2 separate regions of the Pan troglodytes genome follow, and region 1 is linked to region 2. The links are chromatin contacts, called in public Hi-C maps. All regions are on one chromosome and are shown on one strand. Each heading gives the region's core, a stretch centred on a gene start, on an enhancer-like site or on the middle of the called end of the contact. The rest is flanking DNA. Distances are from core to core; before and after follow the strand shown.

Evidence for each region. Hi-C and Micro-C count contacts between places; a contact is called where the count stands out from the background.
Region 1: a contact with region 2 is called in a Hi-C map of induced pluripotent stem cells, with 2.6 times the contacts expected there. The contact joins two enhancer-like sites. A contact is called at or near these places in 4 of 7 Hi-C or Micro-C datasets (blood, induced pluripotent stem cells and stem cell-derived neural progenitor cells) and 1 of 1 other capture datasets (stem cell-derived neural stem cells).

Annotation. Positions count from the first base shown.
Region 1 is chr6:85,302,377-85,307,288 of NHGRI_mPanTro3-v2.0_pri, forward strand. The region is part of intron 5 of LOC107976168 (general transcription factor II-I repeat domain-containing protein 1); the gene reads right to left. Among named protein-coding and RNA genes, the nearest start is that of SRRM3, 17 kb to the left of the region's middle. Within about 2 kb of position 1,670, at least 7 of the 24 cell types and tissues checked have an H3K27ac peak or open chromatin away from gene starts, as enhancers often do. A contact at or near this core is called in induced pluripotent stem cells and stem cell-derived neural stem cells, where this site is marked.
Region 2 is chr6:85,226,798-85,231,870 of NHGRI_mPanTro3-v2.0_pri, forward strand. It overlaps SRRM3 (serine/arginine repetitive matrix 3), which reads right to left. Exons shown (of 16, transcript XM_054655836.2): 4 at 3,165-3,293; 5 at 3,002-3,082; 6 at 2,297-2,326; 7 at 1,794-1,856; 8 at 1,627-1,662. Among named protein-coding and RNA genes, the nearest start is that of HSPB1, 42 kb to the left of the region's middle. Within about 2 kb of position 2,899, at least 10 of the 24 cell types and tissues checked have an H3K27ac peak or open chromatin away from gene starts, as enhancers often do. A contact at or near this core is called in induced pluripotent stem cells and stem cell-derived neural stem cells, where this site is marked.

The sequences.
Region 1 (4,912 bases), core at 420-2,919, 74 kb after region 2:
CCACAGCCAGGTCAATGACCCCACTCCCTTACCCAGGAGAAGCACTTTGGGGTAGGGTCTGCTGGGGCTCAGAGGATTCAGGTGCCACCCACCCGTCAACGTGCTGTGTGACTGCAGGCTAGGTCTTCTACTCTGAGTCTGAGCTTGCTAATTTCCCCCACCCCACATCTATGCCCAGCAGGGCACAGGGTGCCCATCCCATAAAGACAGCAATAGCTGTCTTGGGCTCACTCCGGGACCATGCCTGGCTGGGGGCTGTAGTCGCCCAATGCGTTCTTCCTGCCCACTCCACAGACAAAACCAATTCCCTGGGACCACAGCATTACAATAAAGAAAGAGCGTAGGCCAGACGCGGTGGCCCACAGCTGTAATCCCAGCACTTCGGGAGGCCTAGGCGGGCGGATCGCCTGAGGTCAGGAGTTCAAGACCAGCCTGGCCAACATGGCGAAACCCCATTTCTACTAAAACAAAACAAAACAAAAATTAGCCAGGCATGGTGGTGGGTGCCTGTAATTCCAGCTACTCAGGAGGCTGAGGCAGAAGAATGGCTTGAACCCGGGAGGTGGAGGTTGCAGTGAGCCAAAATCGTGCCATTGTATTCCAGCCCAGGCAACAACAGTGAAACTCCATCTTAAAAAAAAAAGAAAGAGTGTAATTGACATGAGGCTGGCCACCCCACGTAGGAGATGGAATTACTACTCAAATCAATCTCCCCCAAAATTTGGAGGCCAGGGTTTTTTGAGGATAGTTTGGGGGGCCAGGAAGTGCACATCTGGGTGGGGACACATGGCCAGTTGGTGGGTCTGGATGAAGCAATCAGTCGTCAGAAATGCAAAAACCTGGCCAGGCGCAGTGGCTTATGCCTGTAATTCCAGTAGTTTGGGAGGCTGAGGCGGGCGAATTGCTTGAGCCCAGGAGTTTTTGACCAGCCTGGGCAACATAGCGAGACCCCACCTCTACAAAACTCAGCTGGGCATGGTGGCACATACCTGTGTTCCCAGCTACTCGGGAGGCTGAGGTGGGAGGATCACTTGAGCCCAGGAGGTCAAGGCTGCAGTGAGCCATAATTGTGCCACTGCACTGCAGCCCAGGCAACAGAATGAGACCCTGTCTTAAAAAAAAAATAAAAATAAAAAAGGCAAGATGGGGGTTGGTTAGATCAGATCTCCTTTACTGTCATAATTTTCTCACTGTGGTAATTTTTGCAAAGGCGGTTTCAGGGCAGCGCCTCTCTGCCTCTCCATGTGTAATGTGGGGTGAACAGCCTCCCTCAGAGGCCTCCTGGGACTCTGTGAGATGGCAGATGGAAGATTCCAGGCGACAAGATGCTCTGCGTGCAGACATTTCCAGGGTTTGCTCTAGGGTTTGCAGCAGGAGCTGGGAGGGTCCCACTGCGCCCCTCTTTCCTGAGCCAGACATTTTAGCCGAGCTCAGCCCAGCCTGGGGTATATCTGCCATCAGTCACCACTGTCAAAGCTTACCGTACCCAGCCCCCGACACATACACACCCATGCACATGTCACTGCCTTCCCCCAACACAGAATCAGGCCCCAGCCCGTGGTGGGAGCATTTTCAGTACCCGCAACCACGGCCCCAAACAGGCGACCTCCCTCCAGGGCTGCAGCGGAGTTAACCTAATTCCGGGCCTGCGGTCGGCCTGGCACACTGGCGCCGGCTCACAGCTCACAGCCGGCTGGGAGAATACAAACCAGAAGGAGCCCGGGGCGGGGAGGGATTGGGGAGCCAGCAGGACGCGGAGGTGTTATTTTTAGGCAGCAAGGTGGGGCTTGAGGTGGATCTGGTGGCTTAGGGAGGAGGGGGCTCCAAACAGTAATGGCAGGCTCCAGTCAGAGGGACAGGGTGGCATGCGTGTGGCTTCTCCTTAGAGGTACCAGGCCGGCCTGGGGCTTCCAGGAAGGTGGGGAGGGGTCCGAGAATCGGAAAGGGGATTACCATGGCTTCCTGCCAGAGCTGTCCCTGCTGGGCCTGGGAGAGACACAAAGCACACGCAGGGGTTTTTGGGACAAAGAGGCCAGCTAGGGGGAGTGAAATGGCTCTAAAGTGGGCAGAAGGTTGGGCATCGTGGCTCACACTTGAAATCCCAACACTTTGGGAGGCCAAGGCAGGAGGACTGCTTGAGCCTAGGAGTTTAAAACCAGCCTGGGGAACATAGCAAAGCCGTATCTTGACAAAAAAATAAAATGTTTAGCTGGGTATGGTGGCACATGCCTGCAATCCCAGCTGCTTGGGAGGCTGAGGTGGGAGGATTGCTTGAGCCTAGGAGGTCCAGGCTGCAGTGAGCTATGATTGCACCCCTGCACTCTAGCCTGGGAGGCAGAGCAAGACCTTATTTCAAAAATAAAATAAAATAAAATATAAAAATAGTGGGCAGGGCTGGGCGCAGTGGCTTACGCCTGTAATCCCAGCACTTTGGGAGGCCAAGATGGGCCGATCATGAGGTCAGGAGATCGAGACCATCCTGGCTAACACGATGAAACCCCGTCTCTACTAAAAATACAAAAAAATTAGCTGGGCATGGTGGCGGGCGCCTGTAGTCCCAGTTACTCGGGAGGCTGAGGCAGAAGAATGGCGTGAACCCGGGAGGTGGAGGTTGCAGTGAGCCGAGATCACACCACTGCACTCCAGCCTGGGCGACAGAGTGAGACTCCGTCTCAAAAAAAAGAAATAAAAAATAAAAATAAATAAAATAAAAATAGTGGGCAGCCCAGGCACAGTGGCTCATGCCTGTAATCCCAGCACTTTGGGAGGCCAAGGTGGGCGGATCACGAGGTCAGGGGTTCGAAACCAGCCTGACCAACATGGTGAAACCCTGTCTCTACTAAAAATAAAAAATTAGCTGGGCGTGGTGGCGCACGCCTGTAATCCCAGCTACTCAGGAGGCTGAGGCAGAAGAATTGCTTGAACCCGGGAGGCGGAGGTTGCAGTAAGTTGAGATCGCACGACTGCACTCCAGCCTGGGTGACAGAGTGAGAGTCTGTCTCAAAATAAATAAAAAATAAAATAAAATAAATACCAAGGTGTCCGTGGGCTGTGTTCCTTCTGGAGGCTGTCGCAGAGAGCTCTTTTCCTTCCCTTTTCCAGCTCCTAGAGGCTGGCTGCATCCCTCAGCTCATGGTTCCCTCCTCCATCTTCAGAGCTAGCACTGCAGCATCCTCAAATCTCTCTCTCTCTGTCTCTCTCTCTCTCTCTCTGGCCTGCATCCGGGGTCACATCTCCTTCTCTGATTCTGACCCTCCTGCCCACTTTTAGGAGAACCTTTATGATTACATTGGGCCCACTGGGATTTGTAGGAGAACCTTCCCATCTCAAAATCCTTAAATGGCCACGCATGGTGGCTCATGCCTGTGATCCCAGCACTTTGGGATGCCGAAGCAGGAGGATCGCTTGAGCCTAGGAGTTCAAGACCAGCCTGAGTAACATAGTGAGACCCTGTCTCTACAAGACATTTTTTTAAAAATTAGCCAGGTGTGGTGGTGTGTGGCTGTAGTCCCAGCTACTTGGGAGGCTGAGGTGAGAGGACCACTTGAGGCCAAGAGTTCGAGGCTGCAGTGAGCTATGATTGTACCACTGCACTCCAGCCTGGTCAACAGATTGAGACCCTGTCTCTAGAAAACAAACAAACAGACAAACAAAAACCAGGGTAATCATAAGGGGTTGCTGCATTAAATGCCGAGACCCACACACAAGTCCGGGAGCCGTGTTAGAGTGAGGGGTTGACTTGATGACATGCTTTTTATTTTTAAATTTTTAAAAAATATTTATTTATTTATTGTTATTATTATTTGAGACAGAGTCTTGCTCTGTCGCCCAGGCTGGAGTGCAGTGTCATGATCTTGGCTCACTGCAACCTCCACTTCCTGGGTTTAAGCAATTCCCCTGTCTCAGCCACCCAAATAGCTGGGATTACAGGCGTGTGCCACCATGCCCGGCTTTTTTTTTTTTGAGATGGAGTCTTGCTCTGTCACTCAGGCTGGAGAGCAGCGGCACGATCTTGGCTCACTGCAACCTCCGCCTACCGGGTTCAAGTAATTCTCGTGTCTCAGCCTCCCGAGTAGCTGGGACTACAGGTGCCCACCACCACACCTGGCTAATTTTTGTATTTTTAGTAGAGCCGGGGTTTCGCCATGTTGGCCGGGCTGGTCTCGATATCCTGATCTCAGGTGATCCGCCCGCCTTGGCCTCCCAAAGTGTTGGGATTACAGGCGTGAGCCAATGCGCCTAGCCGCATATTTGAATTCTAATTTCACAAGGAATACTTCTTGTGTATTCTGATCCTTATTAGGAGGGACTTCTCACTGTGCAATATTTCACTGTACAAAGTGTATTCGTGTGCTGGGGCTGGCAGAACAATGTACCATGAACGGAGCAGCTTAAACAACAGAAATTTACTGTCGCACAGCTCCAGAGCCTGGAAGTCTGAAATCCAGGTGCCAGCAGGGTTGCTTCCTATTGAGGGCTGTGAGGGAGGATCTTTTCCAGGCCTTTCCCAGAGCTTCTGGTGTTTGCTGGCAGTCTTTGCTGTGGCTTGGCTTGCAAAAGCATCACTGCATCTCTGCCTGTATTATCACATGGCCATCTTCTCCCTGGGTGTTGTGTCACTGTCGCTGTCTCTGTCTCTTCTCTCTCTCTCTCTTTTTTATTTTTATTTTTATTTTTTTCAAAGCATCGTACTCTGTTGCCCAGGCTAGAGTGCAGTGATACAATCATAGCTCACTGCAGCCTTGACCTCCTGGGCTCAAGCAATCCTCCCACGTCAGCCTCGTGAATAGCTGGGACTACAGGTGTGCATCACTGCACTTGGCTATTTTTTAGAGATGGGGTCTTGCTATGTTGCCCAGGCTGGCCTCAAACTCCTGGCCTCAAGTGATCCTCCCACCTCAGCCTCCCAAAG
Region 2 (5,073 bases), core at 1,649-4,148:
TCAGTCTCCCCATTGGAAGCTGGTCTATTCCTAGTTCACTTTTAGGACCTGTCCAGGAAGGATGGGAGCTGGCCAGAGGGTGTGTGTAAGCTAATGGTGGCCACTTGGGGGCAGTAGGGACCCACACTGATCCATAGACACTGGGAGGCCAGGGGAAGATGAAAAATTGGGGACATTGGAGGGGCAGGATTAGGTGTTTATGTAGGCTCCTCCCCTACTTGGCAAATTCCCACTACAAAGAAGGAACTCCAGACTCTGCCCTTCCTCTGGGCTGCTGGAAGGGGGTCTGGCTCTGATGCCACCTCTGGAATGTGACTGCCCCACAACTTCCTTCCGAGCTCTCCTCTCCTCTCCTTTCCCTTTTCCCTTCTTTTCTTTCTTTCTTTCTTTATTTTTTTTGAGACGGAGTCTTGCTCTGTCGCCCAGACTGGAGTGCAGTGGTGCGATCTCAGCTCCCTGTAATTTCCTCCTCCCAGTATCAAGCGATTCTCCTACCTCAGCCTCCCAAGTAGCTGGGATTACAGGCACCCGCCACCATGCCCAGATAATTTTTGTATTTTCAGTAGAGACTGACTATGTTGGCCAAGCTGGTCTCAAAGTCCTGACTTCAAATGATCCAGCCACCTCGGCCTCCCAAAGTGCTGGGATTACAGGCATGAGCCACCACACCCAGACTTTTTTTTTTTTTTTTTTCTGAGACAGAATCTCGCTGTGTCACCCAGGCTGGAGTGCTGTGCACTCCACTGCAATCTCTTGGCTCACTGCAACCTCCACCACCCGGGTTCAAGTGATTCTCCTGCCTCAGCCTCCCGAGTAGCTGGGATTACAGGCGCTTGCCACCACACCCAGCTAATTTTCGTATTTTTAGTAGAGACAGGATTTCACCATGTTGACCAGGCTGGTCTCAAACTCCTGGCCTCAAGCGATCCACCTGCCTCAGCCTCCCACAGTGCTAGGATTATAGGTTGAGCCACCGTGCCTGGCTCAGGCTGTTTTCTGCTTTCTCAGCAACCCTCTTCTCCTGCACCACTCTGCCTCCACCTGGACTCCTGCCTTTCACTTCCTCTCCCCTCCCCCAGTCCACCCTGAACAAGCCACTGCCCTGCTCAGAGCTCCCCCACACTAACCCCCAGGCCTCCTGGGTGGAGGATGGCTCCATAACTTGGCAGTCAAACCTGTTGGGAGGCTAGCACCTGTCCCTGAGAAACTACCTCTAGCCACAGCTCCCCGACCCTGCCTCCTATCCATGGAGCCCTCCCAGCTCACAGAGGTCCTCCTGCCTCGTGAGCTATTTCCCTGCAAATTCAGGGTCTCGGTGTTTCTGCTTGTCTAACCGGCAACTCCACAGACAGACACACCCCTTGGGCACTGGACCTGCCATGTTGTCTAGAAATTCTTGGGGTCACCATGTCACGGCTGATGCATGGGGCAGGCAAGGGTTGCAAACAGTTGGTTTTCATGCTCCTTCTCCACTGCTCTGTCCCCGCAGCCTGGCTCTGGGAAGGAACCCTGGAGCTGAAGGATGGAGCCCTGTGGGACCCTCAAAACCCCATCCCATCATTGCGTCCTTTGGGCTTTGGTTCCTTAAGGGACCACTGACCATATCCTCTGCAAAGCGCCGCTCACCTGTGCCGTCTCTTCCTCCGGGACCCAGAATCAGACCTGTAGGGCGATAAAGGAGTTCTCTTGAGCCTGCCTGGGGTGGCCCAGGGGAGACCTATGGAGGGCCACAGCCCTGGCCCTGGGCCCCACGGGAGGAAGAGGAGGCCCCAGGGTGGGGGCAGCAAGGGTACCTGTCTCGGCGATGCTTCTTCACACTCTTCTTCTTCTTGCGGAGGGGTGAGGAGCTCCCACAGCTGTGGACACAGGGAGGTGGGCTCTAGTGAGCTGGGGTGGGGGGTGGGGGGCTGGAAATGGCTGGAGAGACCTGGGTGCTTGGGACATTGAAGCTGGAAAGGGAATTCCAGGCCAGGAAGCCCAAGGTCCCTTGTACAGAGTGACCCGAGGCCCCAAGGGTCGCCAAGGTCCCTCAGGGTAGTTGATGGCGCTGCCTATGTTGTCCCCAAGTCACCCTTCCAGCCCCCTGGCATTGTGGGCAACGATAGTTTCAAACCCAGACGTCAGAGGCTCCAACGGTGGGATTCATGGCCTCTGTAGGGGCAAAACTTGCACCTTGGCAGTGTCCAGGTGCAGGCCCTGAGGGTCCAGGCCTCCGGCCTCTGGGGGATGGCCTTGGAACCTCTCCCACCCACAGACATCCCCCGCCCTGGCCCCAGCCAGCTCTGTCCCCACTGACCTGCATTCGGACTCCAGTCTCCTCTTTTTGCTGAGGGCAGATGCCAGGAAGAAAGGACAGACGGATGGATGGGGTTAGTTGGGGCCCCAGACACTTGCCAGGGTCTCACGCAGGACAGGGGAGGGTGGACAGAGAGATTCGGGGATGGCAGATGAGGCCCCTCCTCCCCAGGGCCACTCGCACTAGTGTTGGTGGGCACGGGACCCCTGGGAGGGCAGAGGGGGACTGGGAGCAGGTGCTGGTAACACACGGGCCCGGTCAGTGAGTCTGGCTCTGGGGGATTCAGTGAGAGGCAGGTGCTAGAGAAGGGCTCAGTGAGGGGCGGATCCCAGATAAGGGGAGGGGCTCCATGAGGGGTGGGGCCTAGTGGGGAGAGGACCTCGATGAGGGGCGGGTCCTAGAGAAGGGGAGGGGCTCGGTGAGGGGCGGGCCCCAGAGAAGGGGAGGGGCTCCTTGGGGGCGGAACCTAGCGAAGGGGAGGGGCTTGTCGAGGGGCGGGCCCTAGCGAGGGGAGGAGCTTGAGGCCTGGGGTGGGTTCAGTTATCCGGAGGGCACCTAGTCGGGGGACGGCACGGGGAGGCCGAGGGAGGGGCTCAGAGAGGGGCGGGGCTCACAAATGCTGCATGGTTGTGAGCCAGGGACGGGCATCCGGGGAGAGACCCCACCTCCTCCTCCCTTCCCGCTCCGGTCAGGCGCGGTTCTCACCGGCTTCTCCGGTGGCCGCCTTTCTTTTTCTTCTTTTTCTTGGGAGGGGGCGATGCCGAGCTGCTAGACCAATGCTTGGTCCTGGGGGAGAAGAGGCGGGGGTGGGGGCGGTGAGGGGGGGCAGCCCCGCGCGCCCCCCACCCCTGCCGCGGCGGCCGCTGACCTGTACCCGCGGTGGCCGCGGTAGCAGGCGGCCGGGCAGTCACAGTCCACTGGGCCGTCGTCATCGTCAAAGGGCGCGTACTCCAGGCCAGGCTCAGCGCCCTCGGTCAGCCGCGGGGTCTCCGCCACACTGCCGGCGACAGGGACGCTCACCACCAGTCTCGGGACGGCTTTTCTCCACCCCGTTTCTCGGCGCAGGGGGCCTGACCTAGCCCCGCAAGTCTGCGGGCTGCTACCCGGCTGGGGGAGGGGCGAGGGTTACCTGCGGCCCCTGGCCTTACAGGGCTAGGCAGAGATTTGGGGAACCCAACGGGGCACATCCCCTACAGGTCCCCGACCTCACGGTACAATCTTTTGCAAAAAAGAAAGAAGATAACCGAGCCCCTTATTTAGCCCGCACCCCTTCTGAGTTCTCACCATCTCAGTAAGCCCCCTCCTCTTTTTTTTTTTTAATTTTGGAGATAGGGTCTTGCTCTGTTGCTCAGGCTGGGTTGCAGCGGTGGGATCATAGCTCACTGCAGCCTTGAACTTCTGGGCCCAAGCGATCCTTCCTCCTCAGCCTCTTGAGTAGCTGGGACTACAGGCGTGGACCCCCACCCTGGCTAATTTGAAAAATTTTGCAGAGACGGGGTCTCACTATGTTGCTCAGGCTGGTTTCGAACTCCTGGCCTCAAGCGATCCTCCCGTTTGATCTCTCAAATTGCTGGAATTCTAGGCATGAGCCACCCTGCAGTCGTGGGTGGGGTGTGTGTGTGGCTACTCCTTAGATGAGGCTCCTCTTCCTCACTGAATCCCCTCCATATCCTAGCCCCATTCATTGAAGCCCTCCCCCTCAGTGAACCCCCCATTTGATCCCTGTGCCCCTAACCCTACTGTCCTATTCTGGGAACCCCATCCCCACCCCTCCTTTCTCTCACTGAACCCTAATTTCTCTTTTCTTTCTTTTTTTTTTTTTTCAGTCTCACTCTGTTGTCCTGGCTGGAGTGCAGGGGCCCGATCTCGCCTCACTGCAACCTCTGCCTGCTGCAATCTCCTGCAATCTCACCTCACTGCAACCTCCGCTTCCTGGGTTCAAGTGATTCTCCTGCCTCAGCCTCCCGAGTAGCTGGAATTACAGGTGCCCGCTAATTTTTGTATTTTTAGTAGAGACGGGGTTTCTCCATGTTAGTCAGGCTGGTATGGAACTCCCGATCTCAGATGATCTGCCAGCCTTGGCCTCCCAAAATGCAGGGATTACAGGCGTGAGCCACCGCGCACGGCGAACTCTAATTTCTTTTTCTTTTTCTTTTTTTTTTTTTGAGATGGAGTCTCACTTTGTCGACTAGGCTGGAGTGCAGTGGCATGATCTCAGCTCACTGCATCCTCCGCCTGCTGGGTTCAAGCAATTCTCCTGCCTCAGCCTCCCGAGTAGCTGGGACTACAAGCATGCACCACCACGCCCAGCTAATTTTTTGTATTTTTAGTAGAGACGGGGTTTCACCATGCTGGCCAGGCTGGTCTTGAACTCCTGACCTCGTGATCCACCCACCTTGGCCTCCCAACGTGCTGGGATTACAGGCGTGAGCCACCGCGCCCGGCGAACTCTAATTTCTTAAAGAGCCCCTTCCTCCTGGCCTATCTCCGCCCTCCCCGAGCCCTGGCTCAATGATGTGGGTCTTTCCTCACCTGGGTGTCCTAGTCCCTGAGCCCCCTCCCGCTGGCTGAGTGCCTCCCTGCCCCCCTTCCCCTCCTTTCCTCCAGCCCGGCCTCTGTCGCTGAAATATTCATAGCCTCTCCTCGCCCTCCCCTCTGCAGCCTCCAGGGGGCCCCCCTGCTCATCTCCGGCAGCAGGACTGTGCTCATCAATCAAGCCTGGTGGCAGAGGGTGGGGGCCTCCGATACTCCCTATCCATCTTACAGAACTCTCCTTT